Linked DNA regions of Macaca mulatta: region 1 is linked to region 2. The links are chromatin contacts, called in public Hi-C maps. All regions are on one chromosome and are shown on one strand. The core of a region is the stretch at or near the end of the contact, and the rest is flanking DNA. Distances in the headings are between cores, read along the strand shown. Region 1 overlaps SLC22A23 (solute carrier family 22 member 23). Region 2 holds the start of FAM50B (family with sequence similarity 50 member B).

Evidence for each region. A called contact is a pair of places that touch in the nucleus more often than the background predicts.
Region 1: a contact with region 2 is called in a Hi-C map of fetal cortex germinal zone, with 2.6 times the contacts expected there. The contact joins the enhancer-like site here to the promoter of FAM50B in region 2. A contact is called at or near these places in 2 of 14 Hi-C or Micro-C datasets (fetal cortex germinal zone and liver).

Annotation. Positions count from the first base shown.
Region 1 is chr4:179,985,445-179,992,651 of T2T-MMU8v2.0, forward strand. SLC22A23 (solute carrier family 22 member 23) reads left to right here. Exons shown (of 10, transcript XM_001093713.5): 7 at 465-697; 8 at 2,415-2,447; 9 at 3,542-3,665. Among named protein-coding and RNA genes, the nearest start is that of PSMG4, 27 kb to the right of the region's middle. Within about 2 kb of position 2,822, at least 15 of the 40 cell types and tissues checked have an H3K27ac peak or open chromatin away from gene starts, as enhancers often do. A contact at or near this core is called in fetal cortex germinal zone, where this site is marked.
Region 2 is chr4:179,408,558-179,415,116 of T2T-MMU8v2.0, forward strand. FAM50B (family with sequence similarity 50 member B) reads right to left here and starts at 1,684. Exons shown (of 2, transcript NM_001267791.1): 1 at 1,592-1,684; 2 at 1-1,292. The coding sequence starts at 1,269. The coding sequence ends at 292.

The sequences.
Region 1 (7,207 bases), core at 1,572-4,071, 580 kb after region 2:
TGGCCCTGACTGCGCAAGGCAGTCCCTTGTTCAGGGTCAGAGGTCACCAAGGTGGCGGAGGGGAGGGATTCGACTCATTTGGGTTAGGGGTCATCTGGGGTGTGGCACTCCTTTGTGAAGGGTCTCGAGCTGCCACAGGTAAAGACGGAAGCCCAGGGTGAGGGCTCAGGGCCAGGGTGACTGCTCTGGGTGACCGCTCTTGTGCCCACACCTGTCTACTAAAGCCACGGCAGAGGAGCATGAGCGTGGACCCCCCCCCCAGGAGAAGCATTCCATATTTCTCTCACGTCTCCTTTTTGCATTTGCTCTGTAATCTGCTCGTGGTTCGGTCATGGTGGGCTTTTCTATGACACATTGAGTTGCTTCTTCATCTCCTGGTCACCTGACACCATGAGCTCCCAGGAAACGGCACAGCGCCTGGCGTGGGGGCAGCCCACCCACCGCCGCTCGGCATGTCTCCACAGGCTGACAGGGTACGGGATCCACCACTGCTTTGCCAGGAGCATGATGGGCCACGAGGTGAAGGTGCCGCTCCTGGAGAACTTCTACGCTGACTACTACACCACGGCCAGCATCGCGCTGGTGTCCTGCCTGGCCATGTGCGTGGTGGTCCGGTTCCTCGGGCGCAGGGGAGGCCTGCTGCTCTTCATGATCCTCACCGCCCTGGCCTCGCTCCTGCAGCTCGGCCTCCTCAACCGTGAGTGGGCCAGGGAGGCGGGCTGCGTTCAGGGAGGGGGGCTGGCAGACCCCCAAGGGCATTTGAAAGGGCTGGGTAAGACTCCATTGGACATCTATGGCTGGAAGGAGCTGCTTCGGGGAGGACAGAGCTTCCATGAGAGCATCTGTGGAGCCCGCCTCGGAGGGCCCTGGGCCTTCCCTCCTCCCCCTGCCCCAGCCCAGGCTGCACCATGATTCCGTCCGAGTCCTGGTGGCCGGGTCTTCACTAATGGGGCAGACTGCTTCTGTGTATGACAAAGAAGAACAAAGGATTGTTTCTTTCTAGTGACATGAAGGGGGAAATAAATCTGTTTTGTCACCCTCGCATTAGGGCCCTGCTTTTCAGCAGATGTTCCCGAGTTCATCAGCTTCTCTTTGGACCAAAGAATTTCTCAGTAAAGGTTAAAAATAATCTGGCCAGATGCGGTGCCTCATGTCTGTAATCCCAGCACTTTGGGAGACCGAGGCAGGCGGATCACAAGGTCAGGAGTTCAAACCAGCCTGGCCAATATGGTGAAACCCCATCTCTACTAAAAATACAAAAAATAATTAGCTGGGCTTGGTGGCACATGCCTGTAGTCCCAGCTACTCAGGAGGCTGAGGCAGAAGAATCACTTGAACCAGGGAGGCAGAGGTTGCAGTGAGCTGAGATTGCACCACTGCACTCCAGCCTGGGTGACAGAGCAAGACTCTGTCTCAAAAAAAAAATAATCTAAGGCAAAGCTAGAGAGTCCGTCTGGCCCTCCAGCAAGCTCTGTATAGCTCCTCACCAACAGATACCCCCGTGTGTGGACAAACCACCACAGCACCTCCGTGGCCGGCCCAGGGCACGACACGAACAGGCAGGGCCACTGAACCTCCTCTCCCGCCCTGGCATGGTCCTCCTGGGACAGGCTCGGGACACGTGGGAACATCGACCCCACAGAGCTCCCCTGCCTTTACAAGGAAAATGAACGCAGGCTCTCAGAACTAGATGCCAGGGCTGTCCACCACCCCCAGATCAGAGCGGCCTTGTCGTGCAGCCTGGGTTAGAGAGGGCTCACTTCCAACTCAGGAGCGGCTCTCTAGCTTGGACAGTTCCTGTGCAATCTGTACCTTGCGGGGAGACTGCTGGGAGGCTTAGCTAATGGAATACACACGTGGTGCCTGTCTCCCTCCATCCCCGTTCCCCAGCTGCCCTTCCGGGGAGCCTCTGCCCTGCTCACACAGTTGGGACGGAAGTGGCAGATGCCTCGGCCACCAGGTGTTGCCATGCCCCTTTGGCCCTGAGCAGGAATGCCCAGGAGCCCCAAGTGAACACCAGGCAACTGTGAGGAGCAGAGCTGGGGCCAGCAGGGGTGCCCCACAGTGCTTGATGCTACTTGAGTGCAGGCTGCAGTGACCCGTGGGCAACTTTATATGCACGGAAGCTCACCCTTTGCACCTGCTAGGGTCTCGCTGTGAAGGTTCCATTTTCTCCCCAGGCTCTGAGGTCAGCGGGATCTTACCCCTGTCTTCCTAACAAAAAGATCTTTGTTTAGTGCAGTATGAACTCCACTGCCCTGGCAGCCAGCGCCATCCCAGAAACAGAAGGGAGTTTGCTTGAACCAAGTCACATGGGAACACACTGGGCTAATTCCACACCTAACGTGCTCTCTCCTCTCTCCTCACCTGCTTTGCCCTTGTCTGTGTGGGTGCGATCATGTCCGCGGGCCCAGTGATTGGAAAGTACAGCCAGCACCCAGACTCAGGTGAGTCCCAAGCGCGTGGGCTGTGCTTCCTCGTCTTGTATTACATCTAAACGGGCGTTTTCTCCAAGACTCACGGACCTGTGGTTTCCATTTCCTCTCTTTCTCCCCCTTGCCCTCCAAGAACTGCAGCTGAAGTTGGCCGTAGGTTGGACACTATACGGATACATTTGTATTCTCCCTCTTGCCGCTAGAAAGAGCGACTGGTGCTTCCCTGTTTCTGTGCTGCTTGGCACGCATGCCCCACCCCTTCCCCTGGCACCAGGCTCAGCACAGGCCCTGGCCCAGCGCCAGCTTGCTTTGTCTTATGGACAGCATCTGGGTGGGGGAGAAAGGCCGGGAGTGCTGGGGCCCAGCCGTCTGTGCTGCCAGGGGAAGCCGCTGTCCCCCTTTGACCCGTGTAAGCTTGCTGCCCTCCAGCTCTGGGGACAGCACAGTGCCGCCCTGCACCTTGAAGCTGCTGCTGCTCCCGCCTGGCCTGCCCCAGCCCTCGCCCGTGTCCCTGGGGAGCGCTTGCCCTCTCTGCAGCCTTGGGGGAGCTGAGCTGAGCCCCAGCTGTATGGCCCTGACAGCATGTCCATGCACGGTGCCAGACACGGCCCTGGTTCGAGGTCGGTCTCCGGTGCCATTCACGAGGGCTTTGAGGGGTTGAACACTCTCCTTCTGGGCCCATAAATTCTGTGGCTTGAGTTTTTGTTTCCTTAACCCTGACTCAGCTCCCCTGTCCCACGTGTTGGGCACATCAGACCTGACTGGAGCAAACGTAGGCCAGGGCAGAGGGATGTTGCTGTGGCACCGGGGACATGCCAGCCTGCCCCTCCCACCAGGCATGGCTCCCGGCTGAGGAATGCCAATAGAGGCCGCCATGAGCTCCAGCATGCTTGATGCACAGGGACTCACAGGAGCCCCACAAAACCTACTGCGGGGACTCTGGGCGTCTAGTCCTTGAGGGGCTTGGTTCCCAGAGGGAACTGCACAGCCATCCATGCCGCACGCTGGGCACTGGGGAGGAGCCGTGCCGTGCAGCCCTGGGACTCCCTCCCACCCTGGCCTGGCTTCCTCTCTTCCCTCACCATCCCCTTCTGACCCTCCCCCAGGGATGAGTGACAGCGTCAAGGACAAATTTTCCATCGCGTTTTCCATCGTGGGCATGTTTGCCTCCCATGCAGTGGGGAGCCTCAGCGTGTTCTTCTGTGCGGAGGTCACCCCGACGGTGATAAGGTGCGTAATGGGAGACACCCCGGGGAACGGCGGCTTCTCGGGACTCAAAGACAAGTCCCTGGCTCCAGGCTGGTGTGGGATTAACCAGCATCAGCTCTGGCTCTGGCTCTGGGCACATCGGCTTCATGGTTCACAGCCGAGGAGCTTGTTGTACCTAACCCTGAGGTGCCCGAGAGTCACGGGAGAACCTGGCCCTGGGGTCCTGTCCAGGCAGCAGCAGGAAGAAGGGGGAACAGGGAGCTACTCTGGGCCCAGGAAATATGTCAGTGACTGGCAAGGGGGGAATTCAGTGGATCACTCATGCCGCACTTCCACCAGAACCTGTGCCGCCGACTCTGCTAAGAGACCTCACGGCACAGCTATTGCAGAATGTTTAAAAAGTAGAAAGAGCCTTTTTCCCCCCTAAGACGCAGTTTCACTCTTGTTGTCCAGCCTGGAGTGCAATGGCATGATCTTGTGTCACTGCAACCTCTGCCTCCTGGGTTCAGGCGATTCTCCTGCCTCAGCCTCCCGAGTAGCTGGGATTACAGGTGCCTGCCACCACGCCTGGCTAATTTTTGCATTTTTAGTAGAGACGCAGTTTCATCATGTTGGCCAGGCTGGTCTCGAACTCCTGACCTCAGGTGATCCCCCCACCCCAGCCTCCCAAAGTGCTAGGATTACAGGCGTGAGCGACCGTGCCAGGCTGAAAGAGCCTTATACTGACCTGAGAAGCTGATGTCATGAATCCAAAGAGAGAAGGCCCAGCAAGTGAGATCACTGACTCATGTAAGAAACATGGATGGAGAGCCTGCTGCGTGCCAGACACTAGGCCCAGAAAACACAACAGCACAGTCCTGCCCTCGTGGAGTCTGTGGCCATTTCACACCTCCCTAAAAGGTGTGACTCACTTGTGCTCAGCCACTTTTGTTTTAGTTCAGAAAGTGAGGCTGACCCCTTCCTGGTGCCGTCCCTGTCCCTGGGTCGTGGCTCCTGGGTGCTACACACCATTTACTGTTGCCAGGCGTATAGGTTAAGAAAAAGGCATGCCTCCACTACAAGAGCATCACTCAGCTGCAGTCATTTTCCTGCAGTTTGTGACTTACTGAGGAGCTTAGCTTGAGTTATACCACACTGAACTTCTTAAAGGAGTGTCATTAGCATTTCTCATGCATGTGCCTTCATGAAACAGAACTTGAGAGTAAGGCCAATAGTTCAGCCGTGAGTCAAAACCCAGGTGTCCGAATAGTGACACCCTTGGGAAAATCCAATAGAGGCCACTCCAGTCCAAGGCGGGCTATGTGGTCGCTAATGATTTCAGCCCCTCTGGTGCTGGGGAAGGCTTTGGGAGCAAGTAGGCAAGTCCGTGGACTTTCTTACTTTCCACGTTTCCAGCAGCCATGCTAACAACAGCATCTTCACATCCGCACTTTGATTCATTGTCTTGGATCTGTATCATACAGGCCCAGCCTGACAGCTACTGGGTACCTGGACAGAAATGCCGAAGTATTGTATGATTAAGCGCCACAGAACTCATCCTGTCCCTACCTTCTGCATAAGCCACAGGGGACAGATGAGTCAGGAGCTTATTTAGTGCTTGCAGTTGCAAGATACCTCAGGCAGACCGCAGGCTCACTCCCTGTCTAAAGGGGGGACAGTGAAATTTCCCTCCTTTATCAAAGAAAACAGCAAAGGCGAGTCTCTCAATAGAGCAGAAGCCGCAGTCAGACCTTCCGGGTTTCCAGCTGGTCTCTTGCAGCCTTTGCATGATTATGCATTTGGTGGGGGGAGGGGGGGCCAGCAGGGACCCCTGAACTCTGGCAGTTGGTAGGATCATTATTCTCTGTTAGATTTGGCTTAGCAAGCTAGACGGAAGGAAATGCTGTTTCCTTTTCCTCTTTGATGCAAACCTGGAAAGATTTGGGGATAGAAATTCAACAAACATGTTCTCAGAGTCAGCCAAGATGACAAACTGGAAAAAATATGTGACCCTTGGTGATGTTTTCGTGCCTGCGGAGGATGAAAGGAAATTGAGTCCAAAGGGGGTCCCTGGGCCAGGCTGGGAGAATGTCTAGCGTTCCTGACAAATCCCTCTTCTCGCTGGGAGCCCTTTTCACCCATGCCATCGGGAGGCCGCAGCTCTTTCTTGCAAATGCACTCGGGAACGATTCCCATGGAGGCACTAGGATGCAAGTGGATCCCCTGCCATGCCCCCACTTCACAGAGAGAAATCCACGATAAGCCGGGATGGACGGCCTGGGGCCCATGAGCTCCAGCGTAGCACAGAACTAGCCTTTCCCTGTGACACTCAACTACAGACAAGCCTCCTGGCAGCAAAGGGAAAGGGGCCAGGATGGACTGCCTGGAAGTAAATATGAGGTTATGAAATTTTCTGCAAAAAGTTCAAAAAATGCTTTTATACTTTTCATACTTGTTCCACAACAAAAAGCAACAAAGGCTTGCAGAAATCTATTGCCCCAAGGATGATAGAGGCCAAGTAAACTAAATATTGTTTCATGAGGTTCTGTCCAGACCTCACATCGACAGAACCAGCTACCCGCTTAGGCCCAGGCCAGGTGGTGGTTCTCATCAGCCAGTGCACAGCTCATCAGAGTCATTGGTAAGACGTTGGGAGTTGGGTGACTTTGCAAGTGTATCTGACTGTGTCCACCTCCCAGCTTGACATGGGCAGAAGTGGCCTGGGGTCTTGGGTGGATCTGGAAGCAGCTGCTGGCTGTGCTGGGGCTGATCTTTTCTATCCACTGTCCATCTGGACGTTCCAGGTGGGCTCCAAGGCTTCCTTTGCCCTCACACGGGGGTCCAGGTGAGAGAGGACGCAGGCGCTGGGGATCATGACACCCACCTGTTTTCTCCTGCTCTGCCCACTCCGGCGGCCCTGGCCCTTTCTAGGTCATAAGCCGGACGGGCCTCCCTGAGACCCTCCCTGACTGACGACTCCCTGACATCTGTCCTCTGCTTTAATGCTGCCTCAAGAATAGGCACCGAGGGCCAGGATGACCTGGGATTAAGGGAGCATCAGAGTCTGTTCAACTTCTTTAAAAAGTTGTATCTTAAAGGCCAGGGGCGGTGGCTCACGCCTGTAATCCCAGCACTTTGGGAGGCCCAGGCGGGTGGATCACGAGGTCAGGAGATCGAGACCATCCTGGCTAACACAGTGAAACCCCGTCTCTACAAAAAATACAAAAAATTAGCCGGGCGAGGTGACGGGTGCCTGTAGTCCCAGCTACTCAGGAGGCTGAGGCAGGAGAATGGCGTGAACCCAGGAGGCGGAGCTTGCAGTGAGCTGAGATCATGCCACTGCACTCCAGCCTGGGTGACAGAGCAAGACTCCATCTCAAAAAAAAAAAGTACAAATATTTGCTCATCCTCGACTTCACAGAAATGTAGTCAAGTCACATTAAGTAATATAAAAGAGGAGGTGGAATGGGAGGCTCACCTCCGGTGTTTCAACGCGAGATGGTAACGTCACATGGCTAACAGCAATTTGATTCTGGAATCCTTAATTCAATGAAGTTTGCCGTTTCTAATAAGAAGTCGGCCTG
Region 2 (6,559 bases), core at 434-2,933:
TAAAAAATGTGCCTCCTCTTCTAATTTCTGTCTCACAGTGGGCCCAGACATGGTTTCAATACAGCTCAGCAGAGCAATGCAGCAAATCCAGGTAGGGACACTAAAATACTCAGAAAAGGACCAACCAAACAACCAAAGCATAACATCAGCAATAGGACAACCAATATGAATCATGAGAACCCTCTGTCTTTATTAAATTCGGGGGAAGAAATCAAGGTCAGGAAATCAAGTGACTGGTGGCGGGGCATAGAAAGGAGTGTCTCCCCCGGTTTCTGCTCTGGCGGGCGGGTGTCAGCGGATGGTGTACTTGTCCCACTTCTTCTCGGGGTCGTAGGCCTCCCAGCGGCTGGCGGGGAAGATGTGCTTGTTCTTCTCGTACCAGCTCCGCAGCACCACCTTGCCCGCGTGCGACTCGTCCTTCTCCATGGTGGCGTCGCTGAGCAGGCGCACGTCGTCGTGCACATCGAAGTTGAAGAGCGGCCCGCTCTTGCCCCTTGCCTTGGCGATGATGAAGTCATAGAAGGTGTGGTAGTGCGGCAGGATGAGGTCCTCCTTGATGAACATGAGCTGCTCCACGCCCGCGGAGCGCAGCTCCAGGAAGTCCTTGCGCAGCCCCTGCAGCGCCTTCTTCAGGAACTGCTGCACCGTGTTGCCCTTGCGCACACGCACCGTGCGCCGGTGGCCCGAGCCGTCCCAGTAGCTGAAGGTGACCTCCATCTCCTCGTCCTTCACTTTCTCGCGCTGCGCCTCCCACTCTTGGCGCAGCTCCTCCCGGAGCCGGTTCTCCTCCTCCTCGCGGTCGCGGTCGGGCAGGAAGCTGGTGTCCACGTCGGGGTTCTTGCCCAGGTTTCCGGCGCGCCTGGCCTCGGCCGCGTCCGCCTGGTCATCGAGGTCGTCGAGCGCGAAGGACAGGCAGGAGATCTTACGCTTGCGCTCGCGCCGGTGCTCCTGCTCCCGCAGCCGCTCCTGCTGCAGCCGCTGCTCCTCCAGCTGCTGGCGCTTGGCCAGCTGCCGCTCGCGCTCCCTGATCAGGGCCTCCTGCCGGGCCTTCATGTCGTTCAGGGTCACCAGGCCCACCGTGCTGGACTTCAGCTCGGCCTCCACGGCATCGTAGTGCGCCGAGAACTTCTTGTCCACCTGCGACTTGAGGATGGTCTCCTCGGCGATGCGCTGCTTCAGCACCTCCATCTGCTCCCGCTGCTTCTCGCGCTTCTTGAGGAGGTGCATGGCACGGCCCGCCTCGCGCATGGTGCCCTTGTACTGCGCCATGGCCCCCGCCTACCCGCTGGGCTCTGCAGCAAAGAGGAAAAACGGGGCAAGTAGAGAGGGGCCCGTGCAACTGCGGGAAATGCAAAGCTCTGCGCCTCCTCACAGGGCTTTCGGCAGTGATGGAAGCGTTTAGGGGCTGGGCCGACCTGCTAGGGTCACCAACCTGACGGTGTCACCACGCACCAATTTCCAGCCTTTTCTTTGACCTCAATAAATGCAAATGCAAATGGCCCCACGTAACTGGTGGCTGCCATGCCTGAGCGCTGCGCTGAATTTGGGGAGCTGCATACAGAGAGGGTTGGGCTACTGAGCGAACCCTTACCTGCCCAAGCACCCTGCCGAGCGGAGACACGCGGGAGTTGACCTCCACGAGAACCACCCACGAGCAAAGGCCCACCCGTCCCGGGCTCTCGCGACAGCCACGGACACAGGAAGTGGAAGCGGTGCGCCCCCTGGCGGGGAGGCGGGCCCTGAGGAGAGCGCCAGGCTCCTGGTAGGGCGGCTGCGGAAACAGGAAGTGGAGGCGGCTCGCCCCCTGGCGGAGAGGCGGGCCCTCGGGAGAGCGCCTGGCTCCTGGCGGGGGCGGTGCTCCTGTGGGGCGGGCCAGCGCGGGGAGGAGCCTGGAGGAGGCGCCTCTGGCCCTGCCCAGCCAATGCTGGCCGGAGCTCCTGTTTTCATGCTGTGGGCAGGGAGGGCCCGCACCAGCGGTGCGTGCTTGCTGAGCCTTCTCGTGCCCAGTTGTAAACACGCAGAAGCAATGTGGGCGCTGCGCAAGCTGCTGTGGTCACCCAGAGAGGCTTGCAACCGCCTCGCAAGGCTGCAGCCCCTGCTCTCCAACCCTCCTCCTCCCGCGTCTCCTCCCGCCTCTGATGCTACCCCACTGTGGCCGTCTCATGAACGTTACCTGCACACCACTGCTTGTAATTCTTTCTTATGGCCCTAACATAACAACCGTTCTTTGATAATGGAACCCTACTCACCCCCCAATTTCATGACAAAACCTGCACTCAGCTTGTTAGACCTCTTCTATGCAGCAGTTTCCCCCCGGGTTCTAAGCTCTAATAACCATGGGAAACTGAGTTAAAGTATAGCAGTGTCTTTACTGTGAGCCTTTAACATGCCAGTTTCCACTGCAACTCTCCAAGGGCAGGGCAGACCAGTTCATGTTGTGTGATCGTTTCTCCCCTGCAGGAGATCTGGGAATACTCGCTGAAACCAGTGCTTCCTGGGACCTAGTTTGGAAAAGCTGGTTGTGAAATACACACTGCAGTTCAGCCTACTCCCGTCTAACAGCAACAATGCCTGTGAGCATAACCTTACCAAGAAGCGTGAATCATATGATAGTTACCTATGGCACCCACGTATCCAGAGGAGAATAGCGGGTGTGAGCACTCATCAAATTGTCCAAGCCAGAAACCTAGGCCTTTTCCTGGAATGACGTTCCTTCACATGAAATCGATTGCAGAAGAGCCTTTCACACTTTCCTTTTTCTCCCATTTCCCACCACTTGCCTTAATCTAGGAAATTAGCATTTTAAAAAAATCTGAAGCCTTCTCATTGTTGCCTCATCACCAGAATACAAGAATATCTTATTTTATTGAGCTCTGGGATACTGTGTGTTTTGTTTTTGTTTTTACAGATTGAAGATTTGTGGCGATGCAGCATCAAGTGCCTACTTTCTCCATTTTTCCAACAGCATGTACTCACTTCGTGTTCCTGTGTCACATTTTGGTAATTCTTGCAATATTTCAGACTTTTTCATTAGGCTATCTGCTATGGTGATCTGTGATCATCGTTCTGTGAGGTTACTGTAATTGTTTGGGGGCACTCCGAAGTGTGCACGTGGAAGACAAAGACATTTACTGATTTGACTGATAAATGTTATGTATGTTCTGACTGCTCCACTGACTGGCTGCTCCTTCATCTCTCTTCCTCTCCCCAGGCTTCCCTAGTCCCTGAGACACAACAATATTGAAATTAGGCTAATTCATAACCCTACAATGGCCTCTCAGTGTTCAAGTGAAAAGAAGTGTCACACGTCTCTCACTTTAAATCAAAGGCTAGAAATGATTCAGCTCAGTGAGGAAAGTATGTCAAAAGCCAGGATAGGCCAAAAGCTAGGCCTCTTTTGCCAAACAGTTAGCTAAATTATGAATGCAAAGGAAAAAAATCTTGAAGGAAACTAAAAGCGCTTTCCTGGTAAACATATGAATGATAAGAAAGCAAAACAGCCTTATTGCTCATATGGAGAAAGTTCTAGTGGTCTGGATAGAAGATCAAACCAGTCACAACCTTCCCTTAAACCAAAGCCTAATCCAGGGCAAGGCCCTAAGTCTCTTCAATTCTGTGAAGCTGAGAGAGGTGAGGAAGCTTCAGAAGAAAAGTCTGAAGGTAGCAGAAGTTAGTTCATGAGGTTGAGGAAAGAAGTCATCTCCATAACAAAGTGCAACGTGAAGCAGCAAGTGCTGATAGAGAAGCTGCAGCAAGTTATCCAGAAGATCTAGCTAACAGCATTGATGAAGGAGGCTACCCTAAACAATAGATTTTCAATGTAGACAAAATAGCCTTCTATTGGAAGAAGATGCCATTTAGGACTTTTATAGCTAGAAAGGAGAAGTCAATGCCTGGCTTCATAGCTTCAAAGGACAGGTTGACTCTCTTGCTAGGGGTTAGTGTAGCTGGAGACTTTCAGTTGAAGCCAATGCTCATTTACTGTTCTGAAAATCTTAGGGCCCTTAAGAATTATGCTAAATCTACCGTGCCTGTGCTCTATAAATGGAACAACAAAGCCTGGAGGACAGCACATCTGTTTACAGCATGGTTTACTGAATATATTTAAGTCCAGTGCTGAGACTTACTGCTCTGATGATCCCTTTCAAGAGTACTGCTCGTTAACAATGCACTTGGTCACCTAAGAGCTTGATGGAGATGCACAAGGAGATTAAAGTTGATTTCGTGCTTGCTAACGCAACATCCATTCTGCAACCCATAGATCAAGGAGTAATTTTGACTTTTAAGTCTTATTATTTAAGAAATACGTTTTCAAAGGTTGTAGCTGCTGTAGATAATGATTTCTCTCATGGATCTGGGCAAAGTAAATTTGAAATTTTTCTGGAAGGCATTTACCACTGTAGGTTCCATTAAGGACATTCACAGTTTTTGGGAGGAGGTAAAATATCAACATTAACAGAAGTTTGGAAGAAGTTGATTCAAACAGCATTATATGCTACAAAGAAATTTTTCACAAAAGGAAGAATCAATCAATGTGACAAACTTCAGTGTTGATTTATTTTAAGAAATTGCCACAGGCCCAGCCTTTGGCAACCACCACCCGGATCAGTCAGCAACCATCAACACTGAGGCAAGATATTCCACCAGCAAATAGAGCACAGCTCACTGAAGGCTCAAAGGATCATTAGCATTATTTAGCAATTAAGCATTGTAATGAAATTATGCACATTATTTTCTTAGACAAAATGCTACTGCACACTGACTGCAGTATAGTATAAACATAACTTTTATATGCACTCGAAAATTAAAAAATTTGTGTGACTGTCTTTGTGGTGATCTGGAACTGAACTCACAATATCTCCGAGGCATGCCTGTATTCTTGTTCTTGTCTAACTTCTATACAATGTATCTTCATAAAAATATCTTCATAAAAAATGAATCTGATAACATTACTCTCCTACTTGAAAAACTCCAATTTCTCTTGTAAGAGCCACATCAGAATCACTTTGTCCTCTAAGGTCTCTAATAGGTGGACCCATGCAGCACTCACCCAGCTTTTTCACTGCACCTGAATAGAAGATGCCCTTTCGGGCCAGGTGCAGTGGCTCACACCTGTAATCCCAGCACTTTGGGAGGCTGAGGCGGGTGGATCACGAGGTCAAGAGATTGAGACCATCCCGGCCAACATGGTGAAACCCTGTGTCTACTAAAAATACAAAAAAATTAGCTGGGCGTGGTGGTGAGTGCCTGTAGTCCCAGCTACTTGCGAGGCTGAGGCAGGAGAATCGCTTCAATCCAGGACGTGGAGGTTGCAGTGAGCCAAGATCGTGCCACTGCACTCCTGCCTGGTGACCCAGCAAGACTTCATCTAAAAAAAAAAAAAAAAAAGATGCCCTTTCATAACTGTTACCTTTGGACATACTCTTTCTAGAAAGTCCTGCCTTTTGCTGTGCTATATCTAAAGATCAGCACAAATATCTCCAAGAGGAAGCCTCGAGCACCCACCATCACCATCACCAACCACAGATGGACAAAGTTACCAATAGTCTCCTCTCTCAGGTTTCCCATATAATTACCTTTATTACACTTAACATAAATAAGATAGCCTCGCCACCTCTTTTTTCAATTAAATGATCCAACCTGCTAAACTTTAATTCAATCGACCATAGTTTGGCCACAGATGTTATATTCACTCTTTCTCTAATCGAATCAGAACTTGAACGTCAGTATCATCCCTAAACCTTATCATCCACTCTCCCATTATCCAGCATCCACCTCCTGAACTCAATCACGGCCTCCAAATACCATAGCCAGCTCCCAAAATTAAAAGGTTGAGCCTCAAATTCTCTGCAAAGTTTAACAAGAAAAACAACTAGAAAGAAGATTTATCCTAAAAGTCTGATATCCTGTTCTTTAGAATTTTCCCCTAAGTTCCAAGATGGTAACTTCCTCTTTCGGCCTTAATTCTCAGTGAAAAGTATCCACCAAACTAAAAGCTACTGCTTTAAGCTCTTAAATTTTATCAACAAAATGAGGTCAAGGACCTGAGCCCACACAAATGGTGAAACTTTAAGAAAGAAGAATAAATATAACAAAGAAGAATGATTGTTCTAGTTATTCTTACCTGATTCAGACATTGTGGTTTGTTTTTATTCTTTCTTTCTTTCTTTCTTTCTTTCTTTCTTTCTTTCTTTCTTTCTTTCTTTCTTTCTTTCTTTCTTTCTTTCTTTCTTTCTTTCTTTCTTTCTTTCGAGACAAAGTCTTGCTCTGTCGCCTAGGATAGAGTGCAGTGGTGCAATCTCGGCTCACTGCAAGCTCCACCTCCCTAGTTCACACCATTCTCCTGCCTCAGCCTCCTGAGTAGCTGGGACTAAAGGCGCCCACCACCACGCCCGGGTATGTTTTTCTTTTTGTATTTTTAGTAGAGACAGGGTTTCACCATGTTCTCCAAGATGGTCTTGATCTCCTGACCTCATGATCTGCCCGCCTCGGCCTCTCAAAGTGCTGAGATTACAGGTGTGAGCCACCACATGGGTTTGTTTTTTAAATAGGTTTTGTC